2 separate regions of the Mus musculus genome follow, and region 2 is linked to region 1. A link is a contact called in public HiChIP or PLAC-seq data. All regions are on one chromosome and are shown on one strand. Each heading gives the region's core, a stretch centred on a gene start, on an enhancer-like site or on the middle of the called end of the contact. The rest is flanking DNA. Distances are from core to core; before and after follow the strand shown.

Region 1 (3,373 bases), core at 261-2,760:
TATTCATAGATCTAATCCATTTTTCACTTGATTGCTGCTAAGTGTGAGTTATAACAGATGGCAAAAAAATTAATAAAGTTGCAACCACTCGGTCTTTAAATTTTAAGGATTTTTGAGACATATGACCTTTGACAGTGGGTGTCCAAACATAAAGAAGATGCACATATAAGGTAGACATCCTAAATCCCCTTCATTTTTCATCTAACTTATCTTTGTATACTTGCTCCTGTTACATACCAATTTAGGAAATTCAGCATAATATTTTCTCACAGTTCTGTAGAGGCTTCATCTTAGAGGGTTCATCAGTATCCTCAGCTTAAGATTTTGAAGGTCAAAATCAAGGTCTTGATCTTCTAGGTCCTTCCAGTATGCATTGGAGAGAGTCACATTCAAGTACATTTATGTTGCTGGCAGAGTACAGTTCCTTACAGTTAGCGGTGAGATCACCATTTTCTTTCCTGATTGAATGTACTTGAGTTGGATCAAAAGCTGAAATATTTCCCCCAAGAACCAGAACTTAAATCTCTCTGCACAAATGTATTTTCAGGGGAAATGCTATAAATCAGAATATTGATTCATACGGCATCAGAAAAAGAACCACTTTCTAGAAAATCCATAACTTAAGGAATCCTTTCCTGAGTAGCTGAGAGGCACACACACACTACCTGTGAGGGGGAAAAAAAAAAACCCAAGTCAAATTTTCTGTGAGTTATAATTTTAATATGTTTTAGCTAGCATATGAAATAATGAGTTTTATTAAAGCTTTTCATACATGCATATCATTTACCTTGCTCGTATTTGCTTCACCACAACCATCTCCCATCCCTTTCCTTACTCTTTGAAGATGTTCTTCCTTTCTCACAGCAAATAAACTTTCTGCTTTAACACACATTTCCTCTTTCTTTTTCCTCATTATCCTTACTCACTCCCCTTCCTGCTCCACTACTATTCTCCCTTCCACTTTGAGGTTATGTGTGTGTGTGTGTGTGTGTGTGTGTGTGATTTAATCTGGTTCTCACATGTGAGAAAAAATGCAGTGCATGACTCTCCAAATCTGTCTTAATTCATCTACCATAGTTGTTCTCAACCTGCGGTCTGCAAACCCTTTGGCAATCCTCTATCTCCAAAAATATTTATATTACAATTTGTAACAGTAGCAAACATTACAATTATGAAGTAACAACAAACATAATTTTGTGGTTAGGCATTATCACAATATGAGGAAGTGCATTAAAAGTTCACATAGCATTAGAAAGGTAGAGAGCAACTATGCTAGTTTCTAACATGATACTCTCTAGTTTAGTTCATTTGCTTGAAAATAATATTCTATTGTTCTTTACAGTTCAAAATAAATCTATACTGTATATGCACTATGTTATTTTGGTCCATTCATCTGTTGATAGACATCTAGGCTGATTCCTTATGTTGGCTTCTGTGAAAAGTTGCCGATAAACAGTGATGTAGCTTCCTTCTGACACACACTGTGGGATGCTGCAGCTGCATCAGGAGATACTTCTTTCCTTCGTTATTTAAATCATGTCTGCACTGATTTCTGTAGAGGCTGTAAGGATTCCTCTCCTCCACAATTTTGCCAGCATTTGTGGTGATTTTGTTTAATGATAACCATCTTGAATGGAATGAGTTGGCATCTCAAAATGGTGTGGAGGATGGAGAAGGGGGCATCTACAGGAGCCAGCCAGTTTAGCTGACAGATGGAGAGATTCAGGTTTGGTAAAAAAAAAAAAAAAAAAAAAAAAAAAAAAAAAAAAAAAAAAAAAAAAAAGCACTGTCTGAAGGGGAAATGTGATGAGTGATAAAACAGAACACCTAATATATTCCTCTGTCCTCTGCATGCAAATGCATGGATGTGAGATCCTGCACATGCATGTACATACACACATGCATATACCAAATACATAAAACACACTTATAAACACACACACACAGAGAGAGAGAGAGAGAGAGAGAGAGAGAGAGAGAGAGAGAGAGAGAGAGAGAGAAACAGAGAGAAACAGAGAGAAACAGAGAGAAACAGAAACAGAGACAGAGAGGGAAAAGCTAAAAAGTTGAGCTGACACTCTACAGCCCTGTCATGGCCACCATTTTTGACACCTGCTAGTCACCTTCATAGGTGGTCACATAGGGACATTATTCTCCCACTTAGTAAAGTGATGTCAGCAGGGCTTTTGTAAGTAATTAAGTGATGTGTTTTGGAATAAAATGTATTTTTAGAAGTTAACAGTTGTGAATCATTATATATTTGATAAGGAAACATAACATTAAAAAAAAAAAAGGACTAGACCAAGAGAAAAAAAAAAGAAAAAAGGAAAGGAAAGGGGTGTCGGTAAACACAGTAAAGAAGGATAGTGAAGAAGTGAAAACTAGTTTATCAGAATCTGAGTCATTATTTTACAAATGCACAGACAATGGGAGATCCATAAATTATGGACAGGTGGCTCTGTAAACAATAAGAGAAAATGAATCATAAAAAGAGCTCTTAGGAAATTTCAAACTGAGATGAGAAGAGGTATAATTTCAATAGTCAAGTTGGGAAATAAGATCAAGTTTTCTCATAAAGAGTGGAAAGAGAAGAAAACCACGAGAGAAAATACAAAGACATTTTAAGCCAAAATTATCAATATCACTACCCAAGTAATAAAACAGATCACAGAAGACTCGGGGAAGGAAGCAATTACATAGCTGCCAACTCCAAGTCTTCCTTTTACAGACAGGAAATAAGTAGAACAAGGGGCTTGTGAATCTGGAAAACAAACCAGTAAAAAGTTTCTAGAAGCCTGAGGAAATGGCAACAATTTGCTAAACGCCTGAAACTCAAGAATAAAGACCAAAGTGTGGACACTTTGCCCCTTCTTAGAATTGGGAACAAAATACCCATGGAAGGAGTTACAGAGACAAAGTTTGGAGCTGTCACGAAAGGATGGACCATCTAGAGACTGCCATATCCGGGGATCCATCCCATAAGCAGCTTCCAAATGCTGACACCATTGCATGCATTAGCAAGATTTTGCTGAAAGGACCCAGATATGGCTGTCTCTTGTGAGACTATGCTGGGGCCTGGCAAACACAGAAGTGGGTGCTCACAGTCATCTATTGGATGGATCACAGGGTCCCCAATGGAGGAGCTAGAGAAAGTACCCAAGGAGCTGAAGGGATCTGCAATCCTACAGGTGGAACAACAATATGAACTAACCAATACCCTCCCCCCACCGGAGCTCCTGTCTCTAGCTGCATATGAATCAGAAGATGGCCTAGTTGGCCATCAGTGGAAAGAGAGGCCCATTGGTCGTGCAAACTTTATATGCCCCAGTACAGGGGAACGCCAGGGCCAAGAAATGGGAGTGGGTGGGTAGGG
Region 2 (3,373 bases), core at 292-2,791, 2.8 Mb before region 1:
TTGCAATCCTTATCATGATATTCTTGTTATGTTATAGATATTTATCCTTCTTCAACATATGCAACCTAAATAAGTTGTCATTCAAAGTTGGTCTTTCCAAATCTGAAAAAAATAAATTTAACATTTTAATGTTCAGAAACTAGAAGAGTACCAGATAGTGATGGTCATATGTACATGCTAACTTAAAATATCTTTCTTTTTAAATGCAGAGATATTTGCAAATCACTGAGAAAATGTCACTTCAGAATTTTCTAACAATTCTGCATCCTTATTATATTACTTATTTTCATGGTTATGTCACTGCTAGACAGTGAGATCATTTAGTAGGTCAAATAGAAAAATAGGTAGCTACATCATTTTAAGTTTATACTAATATGCAATAAGTACTAACTACCTTCTTGACAACATATTTCTATATAAATGATTCATTGATATAAAACATTTTACAAGGCAAATCAGGATATATGACATAATGGTAGTTGTGATTAAAATTAGTGTTTTCTGGGAAATTGGCTTGTATTATTATGCAGTTCTCTCAACAATTTGAAGATTTATCTAGATGAGTATGCCTTATTTCAATATTATTTGAGGACAGAAGTTAAGATAGCACTGAAGGGGTTTTTCATCAACAATTTTTTCACAGCCATTTTTACTTCTTTGTTCCGTAGACTGTAGATAATAGGATTTAGCATTGGTGTTAGTCCAGTATATATTAATGCCATAAATTTATCAATTTCCTGTGAGTTTACAGATGAGGGCTTCAGGTACATGGAGAGAGCTGTCCCATAGAACAGAACCACCACAGTCAAGTGGGCTGCACATGTTGAAAAGGCTTTGCTTCGGCCATCCATTGAGCTGATCCTCAAGATGTTGGAGAGGATAGATGCATAGGAGACACAAATGAGCAACATTGGCAATGGGAGAAGAAGAATGCTGATCACCAGCATAATTAACTGTACCATGGAAGTGTCTCCACAGGCCAATTTTAAGAGAGCCAGAATTTCACAGGTGAAATGATTGATGATGCTGTTACCACAGAGAGACAGATGAATCACAGGTCCAGTTTCCACCAAGGCAGTGAGGCAGCCTGTAACCCAGGAGCTGCCTGCAATCTGTACACAGACCCTCCTGTTCATAATAATGGGATATCTCAGTGGGTTACAGATGGCCACATACCTGTCATAGGCCATCATAGAGAGGAGCACACATTCAGTGGAGCCCATGGCAAGAGAGAAGTACATCTGCGAGGCACATCCCGAGAAGGAAATGGTGTTTTTCCCTGAAACAAAGTTTGCCAGCATAGGAGTGAGAGCAGAAGAGGTATACCAGATGTCCAGAAATGAGAGGTTGCTGAGGAAAAAGTACATGGGAGTGTGCAGATGAGAATCAAGGATAGTGATGGAGATCAGAATAGTATTTCCCAGCAAGGTGATCAGATACATCAGCAGACACAGCACAAATACGGTGACTTCAATTCTGGGGTAGTGCGAAAATCCCAGAAAAACAAACACTGTGACAGAGGTCCAATTTCCCTGAACCATTTTATGGTAGTATATTCATATGTATGTCCTAATTACAGAGCAGAAATATATAAAGCAACCAATCCTGCTTTAAATTTTCTCACAGTTTTTCCTTCATATGAACTTTGGCTTTGTATTTAAGTGCCTCTCTAAATTGAGAGTATTATTGTAGAAGTGCACGTTTGAACAATTGGTTATTAATATAACTTAGCCACGAAGTCACCAGTAAATGGTGAACTTGCTGCTTTTGCAGCAAGACCTTTCCTCCTGTTAAGATGGAGCGAGAGAAGAATTCATTAAGTAAACATGGTAAGAGAATAACAAAAGAAGCAATCGTTTGCTCCCCCCTTATTGCAAAACTACATTTGTAGATCAGCTACAAATGTGTTTTTACCTTTAAGTTACTAAGATGATTTTCTTCTCTTAGCTTGGTAATATTCTTCATGAAGGAAAATCTCTAGCTCCCAAGTTCACAGTTTCTTTTGCCAGTCCTAGAGAGATGCTCACAATGGTTTGGAGAGTCGATACGTAAAATAATGTACAGATTTCTGAAGATATAAAAGAAACTAATTGAAGACCTTGAACTTTGGGAAACAAATCGGAGTTTCCCTTTGAACATAAGAAAGTGATGATGGATATTCTCATGGTGAAAAATACCTAATGTCTGCATTTTTCATGTCTGTAGTTGCCTTAGCGACTGAGCTACAGAAACATTCTCCAAAGGACCAGCCTCTGCCTCCGGAAGACAATTTAGTCTATTTGTTGCTTTTGAAAAATTTCCCATATTGCAGCAAATTAAAGTTGCAAATCTGTCAGAACAGCATTACAAACACTGAAACTCCAGGGATGATGTCCCATAGATCCAATTATCACCAGTAGTTTGCTTAGTCTAATTGTGCTGTTATTCAAACAAGAAATAAGCATGTTCCTATTGTCACTGCTTTGAGGAGGAGGAACTTTACTCTTTTTCAAATATGCTATGAAGTAAGTTAGGCTTGCTGCATTGATGTAAAAGAAAAAGATAGTGTCATCTTTCTCTTTCAACTAGGAGAGTTTCATAGTATGCATGAGACAAGCTGTGCTAGATATGGAAGCATCAAGATGGGTGAACAAGAGCCTGGGTAACTGCTCTTCCTGATGATGGCTTAATGAGAAGACTTACAGGCAATCTTTATGGAAAATGAAATTGCACCTGATGAAGGAATGCATTTCATATGGGGAAGTTAGCTGATGCATATAAAAGCATCTTGACGTTAGAATGCTAATGGCTGGCTTTATCCCGCTGAGCTGTATCACACCAGTTTACAACTAGCCTGCTTTTGAGAGATGCTCTGAAGTTTGACACTGTATGGTGGTATGGGGGAAATACATGGACAAATGTTTGCTGTGAAATTGTAGCTGAATAACACTATTCTCATTTAATAGATTATAGCCATGGCCATTATATAATCTACTTCACTTATCAAATGCCTCTTCATTTTCAGATAAAGATAGTTATGTATTTGACCTATTGCCTAAAATTAAGCCATTACAATCCAAACCCTATATTTACTAACTTGTATTTGCAATCAACATGTACCCTTTGGGTCTACTGTTTATTCACTCTTATCCATGGGCCTGGGATCATGTGTATAATTAATACTTTTTAACTTTAGGATTGCATTGTTCACAAAAAGGGCTAAACACTTTCCACTTCCACATGTCATTTCTGTTTTCTGGACAAATTGGAGAGTCTTGCGGACTTCAGTTGAGTTGTAAAAGGGAAGTGTCAGTATTTATTAGGGTCATTGTGAGGAAAGAGATATTCTGTAAAGGAACTGACACAGTACCCAATGTGCTAGGTACTTGAATAT

Evidence for each region. HiChIP or PLAC-seq counts read pairs in DNA pulled down with a chosen protein or histone mark.
Region 2: an H3K27ac HiChIP or PLAC-seq map of SST interneurons shows a contact between it and region 1, with 29 times the contacts expected there. The contact joins the promoter of Olfr275 here to the enhancer-like site in region 1. A contact is called at or near these places in 5 of 39 promoter capture datasets (the 3T3-L1 cell line, the C10 cell line, cranial neural crest and 2 more) and 1 of 115 datasets of contacts at active chromatin or transcription factors (SST interneurons).

The regions. Positions count from the first base shown.
Region 1 is chr4:50,026,163-50,029,535 of GRCm38.p6, reverse strand. No RefSeq gene overlaps it. Among named protein-coding and RNA genes, the nearest start is that of Grin3a, 180 kb to the right of the region's middle. Within about 2 kb of position 1,510, at least 1 of the 459 cell types and tissues checked has an H3K27ac peak or open chromatin away from gene starts, as enhancers often do. A contact at or near this core is called in SST interneurons, where this site is marked.
Region 2 is chr4:52,823,567-52,826,939 of GRCm38.p6, reverse strand. Olfr275 (olfactory receptor 275) reads right to left here and starts at 1,541. Exons shown (of 1, transcript NM_146858.2): 1 at 582-1,541. The coding sequence starts at 1,541. The coding sequence ends at 582. It overlaps 4930552N02Rik (RIKEN cDNA 4930552N02 gene), which reads right to left. Exons shown (of 4, transcript NR_040661.1): 3 at 1,177-1,279.